Linked DNA regions of Mus musculus: region 2 is linked to region 1. Evidence: chromatin contacts called from public Hi-C data. All regions are on one chromosome and are shown on one strand. The core of a region is the stretch at or near the end of the contact, and the rest is flanking DNA. Distances in the headings are between cores, read along the strand shown.

Region 1 (7,577 bases), core at 2,161-4,660:
GCACACAAGTACCCAACTGCTGAGTTTCAGCCCCAATAACCTCTGGTACACTCATGATCCCATCATCTGGAGTTCGGGCATGGTCCATGACAACCCCGCCATTCTTCTGAGGAAACGTGAATGATGCACAGAGCCAATGGGGGGCAGGGCAGCACGTGGTTTTGTGAACAGAAACCATGTTATACACTTAGAGACGAGGGTGAACTACAAGAGACTGAACAGGACTCTGCATTATAACCTTTTAAGTGGGTGCAGTGCTTTCTTCTGATACGGGATGGAGGATCAAGAGAAAGGAGTCTGGCTCCAGAAAGGACTCTCAGGACTTGTTTGCCTCTGAAGGAAAGACTTGGGAATGAGCTCTGTATCTGTGAATGGTCTCAGCTTCCAGAGCTTTGGGCTAACTGGCTTCCCTTTTTCTTTCAAAGGGAGAATTTTGACCAAGGTCAAGGTCGTGCTGTGGCTTGGCAGCTTGCACACATTCTTTTGACAGGTATTTTGACAAAGCGTCTGCTGCAGATCCAGCCATAGCTGCCTCCATTTCCATGAGAATACAGTTCCCCGGAATCTCCTGTAACAGATGCTCTACCGCAGGATCAGGTGTAGCTGCAAAGCTGGGAAGCTGGGGAGCAGGACTTAGAACGGCAAGGATCCATAGCCTGGTTCTGCAGAGGCTGTGCACAAAACACAAATCCTGTTTGTTAGGAAGGACGGGTCAGTGGGTCCAAGCGGGCACCCATCGTTCTCCCCGACACTTAACTACAGATGCACACAGTTCCACCGCCCAGAGGAAGTCACCAGTGGCAGAAGAGGTCCCAGGAACATCTTGGCCAGCCTTAGGCTCTCTATCCACACTTGATCATCAGTCTGAGCTTCATGTCAGGTAGGAACCACACTTTAGCCTCCCCTCTCCAAGGAATTTCTTCTCCCTTCCCTCTTTCTACCTGCAAAACAGGCATGCTTCTTCATCCAAAGCTCTCAAGGTAGCCGGTCTTATCTGTCTTAGCTCTTTCAAAACAGTCAGTGATGTGAAACTGGAAGAGGTGAGACTGGAGAATAAGCCGACCAATTGCAAACATGAGGTGCCAAATAATGAATGACACTCGTGCCTCTGCCTGGAGAACTCGGCTTCTGATTTGGCATCAGGAGGTCACCAAGCGGCCAATGGCTCCAGATCTCCATCCCTGGTATATGGCTGTATCGGCGCTGTTGGTTTCTAGGGCACCAGGAGAAGTTTAGTCTGCCTTTCTATGATACTGAAAAGTATGAGCTCTGTAAGTTGCTCAGGGTGCTCCTCATGGGCTGAACAGGCCTGGGATGTATCGCAAGGCTAGCCTGTACCCACAAAGGTCCCATACATGATGTCAGAGCAAAGGCTCAGCTCTAGCTCAGAACTGTGTGGATTCAGGTCTCACCTCTGACTCCTGGATCGTCTTGGGATAATAGAGTCCACCTTGCTGAACCTCAGTTTACTTGCCTATAAAATGGGTTCAAGAGGGGTCCGACCCCTAGATATGAAAAAGAAGTGAGACTCGGTGGACACTGAGCCCAGTGCTTACATCAAGGAGGCAGGGGACAGTCCCACCTCCCAGAACTGCTGATGGAGGATGGGGTGACAATGTATATTGAATGTGAGCCACAATGTCTATCAGGCAATTAATGATGAAAATGGGGGGGGGGGCGCTGTGGGGACTGGAAGCACCCTGTGCTCTCTGCCCCATCTGCCATGAAGTAAATTGCTCCCCTCTTTTCCTGTCTTGCCTTCACCATGGCACTCTGCCCACATGTGGGTATCCCCGAGACTACAGTCTACAAAATCCCAAAGAAGCCTATCCTCTACTGGATTAATTCTCTCAGGTGTGTTAGCCACAGCCATGTGTGAACTAACTAACGAAGCCCTCTCCATGTGTCAGCAGGTGTATTACTCCTTATGGGTCAGTGTCTTAGCTGGGAGGAGACAGTCTCAAACCAGACCAGGAGTGTATGTGGGGGAGAGACAGGGATGGACCAGCCCACGGAGTCAGTACAGCTTGGGGTCTTCCCACTCCGGGACCTGAAGGACACAGGACAGAGCCCAGTCTGTAAGGGCTCTGACCTTCAGCTGAGGAATGCATGTCCCCTCCCACCCCCACCCCCATCCCCATCCCCACATGCAGACTCCTCCCTCCCCTTCATCATCCATGCCCTGGTAGCTAATGCTACCAGAAAGCCAGCAGGGGGCAGGGTTTGTCCACGAAGTGACAGAGCACATCCCGGCGCAGGGGCAAGATGGACAAACCTATACACTGGATTTTTCAGGGACATGTGGAAGATACTGCCTTGTTACTTAGACCAGCCGGATGGTGTCAGCTGCTGGGGGATATCCTGGCTTCTACTTGGCCCCAAGAGCATGGTCACCTGTGGCAATGTGAAGAGTCGGGTACAAGAACACACGAGCAGCCCCTGCTGTATACCTATGACATCCCAGATTCTAAGTGGAACGGCACATGGGTCCTATCTACGCAGGCCACTGGAAGCATAGAGAACACAGAGAGGCAATGTCCAGGTCCTCACAACAAAGACTTACAAGGGCAATGACCTTGGGTGGGGAGAGAGGGCTGCTCAGCTGAGATAGGAAGGGAGGCAGGAGACATTTAGAGATCTGTGGGCAGAGAAGACTGGGGAATATGCGGGGTGGGGGTTGGGAAGGCAGTGATGTCTCAGTCAGTAAAGCTCTGGCCTTGCAAGGATGAGGGCCTGAGTTCAGATTCTCAGAGCTCACATAAAAATCTAGGGTTGGAGGGGAACCCACATAGGCTTGTAATCCCATTGACAGGGGAAATGGGGAGGCAGAGCTAATCTGGGAAACGTAGGGATGTTCCTGGCCAATGGGAGACCCTATTCCAAATGAAAGGGGGAAGGCACCAGGATGTTACTGGCCAATGAGAGACCCTATTCCAAATGAAAGGGGGAAGGTACCAGAGAATGACACTGGGAAGTTTCAGTTGTCCTCTGAGTTCCACATGCAGAAACGAATGTGTACTTGTACACACACACACACACACACACACACACACACACACACTGAGCGCTCACACCCTCCTCTCTCTGAAAGGAATGCTCAAGTGTTAGATGACGTTGCTGGGAAGAGAAAAGCTAGGTCAGGTCACACAGGGCCTCCTTGACCATAGAGATACAAACCTGGACAAGCGCCCAAGAGCCACAGTAAACTGAGGACATGGTTAGGCAGGTGAGTGGCATGGTCCCCCAGCAAGGTGTGTCTGGAGAGCCCTGTTATGACCGAGTGTTGGGGAAAGAGCCTGGGAAGCATGAGACGGGGCTCAGTGTGTTGGCTGGGGAGGAACCTAGCTTGGTCAGGAACCCGGGAGGAGAGGCAGAGCACTCTGCTATCTGATTCCTGCTGGCAAGAGTCTCTCTCCAGAAGCACATGTGTGCCCTGGCCTCAGGGTGGGGGAGGTCAGAATGACCCACGAACAGCTGAACATTCCTGCTTGCTCTGTTTCCAACTCAGAGATGGTTTCCAGGCTTCGGAAAGTGCCCTCCCTCTAGAAATCCACACCCCACCATCACCCCCCCCACACACACACACACATCCTACCATCACCCACACCCACACACACCCTGCCATTACTACCCCCATCTTACTTCCCCTTGCCCCACTAAGAGCTCAACCAAGCTGTCAAATGCAAGCCATCGGGGTTCCATTGGGGGTGGGTGGTGGGGTGGGGGGTGAAATCTGTCAGGCCTCCAAAGAAGACACATTGCAGCTTAGTCAGAGGACAGAAACGTGATCGGCCTTCCCAGGGCCAGCAGAACGGAAGGCAGGACTGACGAGCTGCCAGGTACAATTAGCCTAAGCCCCAGCAACAGGCTCTCTGCCTCATTCTTGTCAGCACCTTCCCTGGGCATCTGGCCTTGGTGCCTAGGCAGCCTGGTTCCTCCAGCTACTGACCTGGAAGAGCTTCCGAGAAGAGCAGCCTGCCGTTCTGTCCACATACGGCCACCGACATTCCCTCTGGAAACCCAACCAAATGAAAAGCCAGTACTGTGTTGCTAACATCCTTAAAGCGAGCACTATTAAGGACCAGGTCTGGAGTAACTGTTACAGTTTTAACCTCCTGGGGGCACACTTTGCAACAAACCGCTACTCCTTGTGGAATAACAACACACATCACCTGCTTTATACCCCCAGAGGCATGGTGGCATAGACCTTCATTTTCCAGATCCCACTGAGGACAAAGGTGGAAACAAAGTTCCCATTCTGTATCTTGAGACGAGAGAGACCCTTTGGTGCTGTGCGCTGCGCTAAGGATCTGCCCTCCCTGCAGACACAGCCATTCCAGGGACTAAGGATTCAAAGATCCAGATTCTGACTCACAATCCCAGGCTTTGACTCTACAAGTGTGACGTCATTCTTGCATTCGTGATGGGAAGAATAACAGGAATAAAACCCTGACCATGGAGGGCATGAAAGGCATTCTGGGAAAATATTGACGCCAGCAGGACCCAGCCTGTCTTTTGATGTGTTTCTCCAAGCCCACCTTTGACAACAAGCCCTCGGACTACAGAATATCCATAGAGCCCCCTGCTGGACACAGAACACTGAGGATGCTACCATAGTGAATGCTGAAAGAGACCAATGGTGACTGTCCAGGCAAAGCAGGTCTTGAGCTGGAGAAGCAGGTGACTCAGCTCTCATCGTGGAGAATCCATGATGTTCCACAACCTACAGGAGACTCCCTGGATTCTATTTAGCTCCATCCAGCCCTGAAATGAAGCTCACTACTCTATCTCCCTGTAACTGCTGCCATCCTTGGGGCACAGGTCTGCCCGCAGGAGACGGTCTCTTCAGGGAAAAGTTAGCCCTGTGCCTCTCACTCCAGGGTGAGTGGGGTAGGAACATGTCTCCAGGGCACTACAGAATCCAGAACTGGGGCTAGGCAAGGGCATGGTGTGTGAAGCCACACAAGCTTAAGGATTTGAGTTTGGAACCCCATCCCCAGTCATATCTGTGTGCATCTATAACCCCAGTAGAGACAGATGGACATCCAGAGCTCACTGGATGCCAGTTTAGCCAACCACACTAACCTTCAGGTTTGGTGAGAGACTCTGTCTCAACTAAATACAGCAGAAAGCAAAAATCCACACTGGCATTAACACAGACACACAGACACACACACACACCACCACCACCACCACCACCACCACCACCACCACCACCACCACACACACACACACAGAAACATACACATAGAGACACATATAGACATACGCACACACAGACACACATACAAACATACATACATATACACATACACACAGAGACACACATACACAGAGATATACTATACACACCTACCCATACCCCACATAGACACTACACAGACACACCACACACACAGAGAGAGACACACCATATATGCATTCATACACATACATACCACACACAGAGACACATGCACATACAGACAAACATAAACACAGATATATATCACACAGACATAACACACACACATACACCACTTAGACACCACAGAGACACATCACATACACACACACACACATAGACACATATACAGACATATACACACAGAGACACACATAAAGACACAAATATACACAGATACATACCACATAGACACATACTACACAGACACACACATCCACATCCCACATAGACAACACACACACATACACACCACACACACATACAGTGTCAAGAACAAAGGATCCAGGAATGCATATCAGCTGTCATGGAGTGTCAGGCAATCAGCCACTAGCCCTGTGTGCTTCATCCGAGCAGGGACAGTGACCCCATGGTCAGGCCAGCCTCCATAGGAAGCGCTCTCTCCCTCTGGCCTTCCATGGCCAATGGCCCAAAGGTCCCTGCCTTCCACCAGAAGCTTTCTGAATCCACTCCAGGCTTGCAGAAATTGAGACTGGAAAAAAGCTACCACCTCAGAGGAACTGAGGCAACAGAACATAAGAGGTTTCTTCCATAGTCCTAGAAGCCATAAGGCATTGAAGGGGGGATTGTTACCCCAACCAGTATAAAGATTATGACCTGCCTGTAACCAGAAGAGATTGGTTCCTGCTCTGGTTAGCTTTAGTTATTGCTGGGTTTTGTTTGTTTGTTTGTTTGTGGGCTTTTGGGAGGGTAGTTTGGGTTTTTTTTTTTTTTTTTTTTTTTTTTGGTGGTTTGGTTTGGAGATGGAGTCCCTCAACACAGCCTTGGCTGTCCTGGAACCCAGGTTGGCCTCAAACTCCTAGAGATCCACCTGCCTCAGCCTCCCAAGGTTCGAGTTTAAAAGGCATGGGTCACCACGCCCAGCCTGGTAGAGACTGTTAGATTTCCTTTCGTGCCAATGTGGCTTCAGATATCCTCAGAGGGATCCCATCCATCCCCAGGCAAGGCTTAGAGAGGTCAGGACACTCACTCCATTGCCCTGTTGAGCAGTAGAGCAGGGATCTGAACCTGAGTTAATATAGGCTCTCTGCTGGGAGATGTCTGTCTATCCAGGCGCTTCGTGAAGCCCAGAGTCAAGGGTAAAGGCACTGGTGAATAGCGTTTGTTTTCCAGCTGTCAGACAGGCTAAACTGGTATTGTGGTGAACATGAGTCATCTGGTTTTATAGCTGGTATGGAATGAAAGGGAGAAATGGTTGGCCATTTCCATAAAGAAGCCCATCCCAGTTTTATGGAAGTGGAAGCAGACACACACACACACACACACACACACACACACACAGACAGACAGGTGGGACAGGTCCCTACTGTATGTAGCTTTGGATTTCCACATTCTTCGGGTTTCTAGGCAACAACAACAAAAGGAATGGCTGACATTTAATGAGCAGCTGCTATGGGCCAAACGCTACCTTAGGTATTGTGCTAGTATCAGCTTGTTTACGAGGCACAAGATCTTCACGTTCTGAGGCTCAGAGAGGCTCAAGCAGCTGCCTAAATCACACAGCTAGGAAATAGTGGAGATAAGAATTTAAAGATTAGCCTGTCCCCAGTGATACAACCCGTAACGGCTAGTTTGTGCGTCCTCCACAGAACTGAATTCAGTCAACAAACTTGGCTTAACTGAAAGGCTGTGGCTCCCTGAGGCCTGCCCACCGTGGCACTCAAAGCTTAGGGAAAAGAGGGTGAAGGTCTTCGGAGATGATTTGATGCAGTGTAGAAGAGCTTTGGTGGGAAAGGAAACCCACAATTGCAGAAAGGCGTGGCGGAAAGTTCCAGAATAGGAAACAAATGTGGAAGAGGACGACTGCAGCACAGGAAAGAGGAAGTGCTAACTTCCTGGAGCGGAAGCAGGAAGCAGGCAGGAGAGGAGGCGGACACAGCGAAATGCCTGTGGGCGGGAGATGGGTTCTGAAATCACGGCACCACCCTATCATGGAAAGGTACTCGACAAGAAAAAGAAACAGCCAGCACAAGAGACTCTGTTGGTGAAGCGCAACGCTTTTGAGCCAAAGAAGCCAAAAGCAAAAGAATGTGGATCATGCTGACCTATCTAAAGCCTGCTGCTCTATTGTTGAGGAACAAGCAGCCTTCCTGCCTTAACGTAACTCTCATTA
Region 2 (7,577 bases), core at 1,578-4,077, 64 kb before region 1:
AAGACCAAGAACAGAATTTTAAAATAATAATAATAAATAAATAAAATCTGTGGCCTAACCAGTGGTTGGAGCGCCATCTGCTGGCCATTTTATAAGCAGCGCCTCCCTCACCAGCCCACATGGCTCTAAGTTCCCGTATTTCAAAGTCTTTTCGGAGTTTAACTCCGAGAGAGTATAGCTTCAGGCGTGGGAACTTGTGCTTTTAAGTACGTTAATATCCCATTATTCTATTATGGGAATACGCATTTAGGAATAAAGGCTCTTTTTAAAAAATCTTTTATTCCTTTTCTTTTAAAGCTATTTAAAGTCTCCATCAAACATCTGGGAGGGATGATCTCAGCTTACAACGGCTTTTATTACTGTCACACTTGTTCCTACTACCGTGATAATGATTGTGGCATTGTATTAATCAATAAATCATAACGAACTCGCTTTTTACACACTCTTAACACAGACCCCCAGACCAGTGTGTGCCCGGGTTTGCAGGAAAATTTATGATTCTGGGTGGGAGGGAGAAGGAGACTATAACACAACAAAGACCAAAATAAATAAATAAAGAGGGAGGATTGCTTTTAGAAAAAAAAAAGGAGGAAGCTTTTTTCTAAAAGAGACTCTCGGCTTGGGAAGGCAGATTTGGGACTGAGTTAATAAATGCCTCTCCTATCTGCTTAGTCAAAGGAGCTTACGTCCCTTTAGCTGGGATTTTTTTTTTAACCTCATTAAAAATCAAAGGGAAAGCATGGGAATTTTCCTCTGTAAATATTTTGCCTGTCCTCTGAGGAGAGAAAACAGAAAATCACCTGTCTCAGTCGGTGCCTTCTTTCGAATTCACTTTGGCCAAATACCTTAGGCAGTCAGGGTGATGGAGAAGAATTGGGGAAGGGGGGGGGGGCTTATGCCTGTCAGCAAGTGTGTCCACCAAGTGTGGGTTTGGGTAGCCATAGGGAGCACGTGGCATCTACCCCTTTCGAGTCTGCAGCTGCCACAGCACAGCACATCCTGAGGAAGGGCTGGCTGAGTCACACGAACCCTGTGGATTCTAGAAGCCCCTTTCCCTGGGCTTCTCTAGGACCCACCCATCACTCTGAGCTCTCCATTGGTCCACCATGGGGGATTTGGTCCACATTCGTCGGGTGTTCTCAGCTTCTTCATCAGATTCCTTCCTCTCTAGTTCTTGAGCTAAAACCCCGTTTATAAGAAAGTCAGGAGCCTGGGAAACATCTCGTCATTGTAGCGTCCAGCCCATCATCTTATTGAACGGGCGTTTTACTTCTCCCTTGAAGCTGGGTGTCCGCCCCGAGTTGAGGCAGATACAAAACACAGACGTAGACGGAATTTTATTTCAACGTTTAATACGTAAAATTCTCGCTAAAATAAAACAAGCCATAAAAGTAGCCTTTCCCAGAGCACACGGGTTTTTTGTTGTTGTTGTTTTGTTTTTGTTTTGTTTTGTTTTTTTATTTTTTCTGGAACTAGCCCCTTCTGATTAGGAGCAAGGTACAGAACCTCGCTACAGGTTCAGCTACTGAAAACTTGAATGAAAGTTCTCCTTGGCCTCCTCCTCCAAGGCCACTCCTGGTCTCTAGTCCACAAGGTATAAGAGGCTGAGACAGGATCCGAACATTTCGAGTGGAAACTGGTTCTTCATTGAGTTCCCCCCACTATCTTTCTCAGAAGTATGAAGAGGTTTGGGGGTTGGTGGGGGTGTTGTTTTTGTTTGTTGTTTTGTTTTGTTTCAAGCATTGTTTATTTGAAATACTAGCTGCTAAGTTCAACACAGTTTTCTGCGATGTCTGCAGACAGAATTTTTTGTTTGGACTTTCAGTAGTGCGAGGAGAGAGAACGAGAGAGAGAGAGAGAGAGAGAGAGAGAGAGAGAGAGAGAGAGAGAGAGAGAAACAAATAGCCTTGCTTTGAAGTTCCCACATAATTACTGTAAAGATCTGTGAAAGTACAGAGCCAAGAGCCAGCGCTTTGCTCCAATCTGGAGGATGCAAAGGCCAGGCGCAGCCCGGGAAGACTCTCTCAGAGCGGTGCAGAAATACGCAGCCAAGGTAGATGGGAGGTGTGTGCGCCCCCCCCCCCCCCCCGGTGTCTGCAGGAGGCAATAAGAGGAGGCAGAGCAAGGAGAAGAAACTGGAAAGAGAAATCAAGAGAAAAGGAGAAAACATGGGGGGGGGGGGTTGTGAGGGGAAAGGAGATGCTGGTGATATTTACAAAGATTGGTGCAGAAATTAAACGCTGCATATACGATACGGAAGTTGAGGGGTGGGGGGGTGGGGAGTGGCAGGTTTCCATCTCCATTTCTTTGTAAGAATACAAGTTAGGGACATCCGAGGAGAAAATGGTTGTAGCCTCTGAGGTTTGTTCTCTGAACGATCAGCCCAGCTGCAAGCAGCGGCTGAGAAAGTTCTTGATGTCACAGTGCCCCCTGCAGTAGCACCTGGAAGGGACCCCAAGGGCCACCTTGCGGCTTCCCATCGCCTTTGTGTTTCCTACCGCGAAAAGAGGAGGGGACAGGAAGATGTTTCTACTCTCAGAGTCTTTTAAGGGTCTACCACTAGCCAGGCCAGGGGACGGACGAACAGACGGGGGCAGCTTTGAAAAGTAACTTCCGATTCCTTTCACCTCCTTTGGGAGACCAGGAAAAGAGGGGGCAAGCAACCTTGCTCTGCGATTTTTTTCTCCCCCCACCCCCCCATTATCCCTTTAATCCTATTTTAGTTGAGATCTGACTTGGAAATTTCTAAAAGACTTTAGTCTCCCGTCCTCGTCCTCCAGATTGCTAGAAGAGGGTGATAGAAGGAGCGTGTGCGAGCGAGTGCGAGAAGGTGTGTGAGCGCTGCTTGTTTATGACGCTTCGCATTCTGCTTCCACGGCGAGAACGCTGACCAGTTCATTACTCGCTGTCCATAAATTGAAACCTTTGACATTTTTCTTAAATTGTTTGATGTTCCCCAGAAAGGGAAAAAAAAAAGTACTCAATCACTGAAACTCATGGGGGAGGGGGCATTACTTATGGTGGCGGGGTGGGGGGGCATTAAATTTGCAGGCAGATTCTGGCCACCCCACAGTGACTGTGAATAGATAACTTGGGCCACTGTATCAACTCCTCAAAGTTCTTAATAAAGCAAATTACAGTTGGGACAAAGTAAAGGGGTTATGGGAGGGCACGGACAGCGTAAACCAGAGGAAGAGCCGTTTCCATAAATATTTTCAAGATTATAAAAAGCTACTTGAGGAAAGAGTGTGTTGAGCAGGGTCTCAGACTTAGGGCTCATTGAAGCCATTAAATATTCATCTTTTTTTTTCTCTCATGAAAAACTCGGTACAGCTCTGATGTTATCTGAAGTGTCATTTCAGAGGGTCCTAGTGATTAGGCCTTTTTCTTTTTCTTTCTTTCTTTCTTTCTTTCTTTTCTTTTCTTTTCTTTTCTTTTTTCCTTTTTTCTTTTTTCTTTTTTCCACTTCTCTCATTAAAGGGCCAGTTTTCCTGTTGTGTGTCTCGAACTTTGTTCCGATCTGAAATTCTACCTACCCCGTCTATCTCCCCCACCCCGACTCCCAGTGGTCCCCCCCCCCCACCCAAGAAGGACTACATTCAAGGCTGATTTGAGAACAACAACAAATCTGGTTGTGTTCTCTCTCTCTCTCTCTCTCTCTCTCTCTCTCTCTCTCTCTCTCTCCCTAAAACTGCTTTTGATTTTTACTGAGCTACCAAATGCAGAAATCATTCCTCTGACGTTGAGAACGTTCCACTTTAAATCACAAGGTACGTCAGACATAACTGCTCGCTTTTAAAACATTCTATAATTATAGGAAGAAAGAATTGGGGGGGGGGTGGCTTTTAAAGAAGCAGTGCTGAAAGGAACTGGCTTGCAAGTCATGTCTGTCTTTTATAAAGTTCATAATTTCCCAGTCAATTCTTTTAAGTTAATAACATCTTAAACATAAAGAGCATTAAAGGGTTCCTCTCATTTGCCACCAAGCACAACAAACAGAGAGGAAAATTTTTTTTTGATTTTTTTTTTTAGGACCTCAGAGACGGAAATATTTCTCAGGAAATGTCAAACTGGAATATCTACGTTATATCTACACATGAAATAATAAATCAAGTTCAGGTTTCTCCCATCTGACCAAAAAAGAAAATAGAAAAGAAACAATAAAATGGGTTTAGAATATTGCCTTACGGTTCCCACACCTTCTTTTTTTAGCTCTCAAAAAAATTAATAGATGATACTCTATTGAGAAAGATAGCATGTACTTTCTCAAAACTTGGTGGGAAAAGTATTAGTTTTCCTCTTGGCAAAGGAAATTAAATATATGTTTTAGGGGGAGAAATATATATACTATTTCATGGTGATAGGATCCAACAAAAACCCAGGAAATTCAAAACCAGGCTGATGCCAGGCAAGGGCTCCGCACCGCTGTCCCTTTGCCGACAACAGATTTAGAAGTATGGAATGCCTGGGTGAACCTCAGGCTTCCTGACCCCCTGTCTAAACAGAGAAGTGTTATTTCAACACCAGCCTTATGCTGCCGCCCGGGCCCTGGCTATGCCCGTCCTTTGTCTCCACACTATGCCCTTCCCCACCTGAAATGTACATTTAACCACAAGGACTTGCGGACCCTGGAGACAACTTCTGGCTATTTTATAGTAAGAAGGGTTTAGAAGGAGAAAGGAGACGTGCTATATAATAGAATCGTGCAGGCTTTGGGTTGTTTTGTTTTGTTTTGTTTTTTGATGGAAAACCCAGGAGAGAATCAGAAAGAATACAGAGTTGGGGAGCTGGGGCTTGGGGGGGAACAAACACGTTGGTGGAGTGACCCTGGCTGTGCTCAGGTGTCTGTGGACTGCCATGAAGTCACACCCTCCTGAAGTGTTTCTGTCCCAAATATCAAAGCATAAGGACCCAGGACACCACCAGGAGCCCTTCCAGAAGGCTCTAGTTCTGAGCCATTTATGGATTCCAGATCATTAATTTACTACGGTGTCATTAATTACCACAGAGTAGTAGAAAACTGAACTCACGGGTTTTATGGACATGGCTTCTGTGCGTCTGAGAGCTGGGGGGGGGTGACTTTCAGTTTCTGGGAGCTGGGGGGACTTTCAGTTTCACTGCATCCTAAGATTTTAAAGAGTTGGGATGTGGGGAGAAGCAGGCGCTCACTGCTCACTGTGAGTAAATGTTTTCCACGGGTTATAACAGTTAGTAATTTGAAATGAACCTTGAGGTTTTCTCTTCATATACCCTGGATCCTTTAAGAGTACTGGCCAAAAGAAAAAGAAAAAAAGAAAAAAGAAAAAGAAATAGAAAAGGAAGGAAGGAAGGAAGGAAGGAAGGAAGGAAGGAAGGAAGGAAGGAGAGAATTTTTTTTTAAGATTCTCTCTTCTTTAATGTATCTAATTTGGATTCTATTAAATGCTGTTTACCCTGATGTTAAGATATTTTGGTGACTTTAATTCCATGATCCCCTCTGTATGAAAGAAAAGAAACTCTTTCTTGAAGAGATTTGGAAAGGGAGGAGAAGAAAAAATCCTTTTAAAAGGGCTTAGGGGAAAACGGGAGAGAGGCTTTCTCTCTCAGAAGCCCAGCTGCCGAAGCTGAAGGCCATTCTAGGCACGCAGAAACTCATTTACCTGAATCGCTTTGTCACCCCGTGGCCCTTGGCCCATAAATGGTTCCGTCTACTGCCAAATAAAACCAAACCGAAAGCATGTTTGGGGTTGGGGGTGCCAGGAAACATCCCCCAAAAATGAAAAGCCAGATTTCTATGCTGTTTGCTTTGGTTTCTCTGTAGGAGGGTTTCTAGAGAGGGGATCTGGATTCTGCGGCCTTTCTGGGTGCAGCCACTCCTGTGGGGTCTGCAGAGGACTCACCCAAGAGAGAAACTGTCCCTTTAGTCTTTGTCCAAAGTGAAAGAGAAAGTGACCACCATCGCGGAGGTCAGCAAACCCCACTGGGTACTTTTAATCTCTGTTTTTCTCTCGCTTGTAAAGCATGGATTAAGACCCCAGATAGTGAGGGCTGGGAAGGAGTCACTGGGACTTGAGGTAGCGTTCCTCCCACACCTGGAAAACAGTCTTTGCCTCCGTGGGGACGGTAGGGAAGCATTTGCAAGAGATGTTACTCCAAAATGGATGTTAGCTAACCACAATAGGCCCCGTTCCATTTTCGTCTGTACCGAATGGCAGGTGTCTGGGGTGGAGTGTGGAGTCTTAGCAGAGACAGCCAGCTTTGAATTGCTTCTTTTTTTTTTTTTTTTTTTTTTTTTTAATGTCCTTAAACTAGGAAGGTATGTCTACGGATGGGCCTGTATATTTCTGTGTTTGCATGTATGTGTGCTTATCTGCTTGTGTCTATGTGTGTGTGTGTGTGTGTGTGTGTGTGTGTGTGTGTGTGTATGTTATGTCTGCATATCTGTGGGTCCGTATTTCTCTCTGTGTGCGGATATGTCTCTGTATTGGTGTCTATGTGTATGTATCTGTATATATATCTGCACGTCTCTCATTCTGGGTGTGTCTCTGTGTCTGTATATCTTTCTGGGTGTATTTCTATGTGTGTTTTTACTTCTGTGTGTGTATGTTTGTATGTGTATGTCTGTATCTATGTCTCTGTGTGTGTTTGTATGTTTGTCTGTGTGTGTGTGTATCTGTATGACTCATGTCTGTATGTCTATGTGTGTCTGAGGTCTCTAAGTGTGTTTCTGTGTGTATGTGTGTGTGCACATCTCTCATGTCTGTATATCTCTGTGTGTCTATATGTCTATGTGTGTCTCTGTCTGAGGTCTCTGGGTTTGTCTGTGTGTGTGTGTGTGTGTGTGTGTGCGTGTGTGTGTGTGCATGCATGTCTGTCTATGTGTGTCTCTGTCTGAAGTCTCTGTGTGTTTGTATGCCTATGTGTATATGTGAGTGTGTGTCTTTGTATACCTGTGTGTCATTAAGTCCGTGTTTCTGGGTATCTATCTGTGCACACACATCCTCGGCCATTTAACTATTCCACTCAGTCCCAGACATCGCAGGCTCCATGGGGCTGTGAGGCCTCACTTCCAGTTTCTTTATTTCCAGACAGTGAAATGCGCCCAATTGAAAAATGGATGAGCTAAGGCTTTTCACTGATCTCCTTTCCAAATTGGATTGCTTTCCCAATCTAACTGAGTGCTTAGAAATTAGTCAATAAGGCAACTAATTAATAATTTGACTGGTGGTGGGGGGGGGTTGGTTTCTCAGTCGTACATGACACAAGGCCCCAGTCTTCTGGAAGTGCCAGGCTCCGTCATTCCACCATAGTTCATGGTACCAAAATCAACCAGCTGAAGCAGGAAGGGGACTCCGGCTCACTTCACTAAAAGCCCCCCCCCCCCCAGTGGAATTACTACGTAGGAATAGGACAGGATGCATAGCGAGTAAGAAGCTGTTAGCATCAAAGGCAACACACCCTATATGATAATTCTATATGACATCTCTGTGACCTGCATTCTGTAGTAAGAGCATGTCGTTACCAGAACTGTGATTAGCAACTCTGTGACTCACACTTAAAGATCCTGGTAAGTAGTAGACACTTTCAACGTCGACTTA

Evidence for each region. A called contact is a pair of places that touch in the nucleus more often than the background predicts.
Region 2: a Hi-C map of uterus shows a contact between it and region 1, with 5 times the contacts expected there. The contact joins two enhancer-like sites. A contact is called at or near these places in 7 of 484 Hi-C or Micro-C datasets (the AtT-20 cell line, myocytes and uterus), 2 of 115 datasets of contacts at active chromatin or transcription factors (craniofacial prominence and embryonic stem cells) and 1 of 9 other capture datasets (embryonic stem cells).

What each region holds. Positions count from the first base shown.
Region 1 is chr5:118,808,899-118,816,475 of GRCm38.p6, reverse strand. No RefSeq gene overlaps it. Among named protein-coding and RNA genes, the nearest start is that of Gm42015, 31 kb to the left of the region's middle. Within about 2 kb of position 3,410, at least 21 of the 459 cell types and tissues checked have an H3K27ac peak or open chromatin away from gene starts, as enhancers often do. A contact at or near this core is called in uterus, where this site is marked.
Region 2 is chr5:118,872,416-118,879,992 of GRCm38.p6, reverse strand. No RefSeq gene overlaps it. Among named protein-coding and RNA genes, the nearest start is that of Gm42015, 33 kb to the right of the region's middle. Within about 2 kb of position 2,827, at least 18 of the 459 cell types and tissues checked have an H3K27ac peak or open chromatin away from gene starts, as enhancers often do. A contact at or near this core is called in uterus, where this site is marked.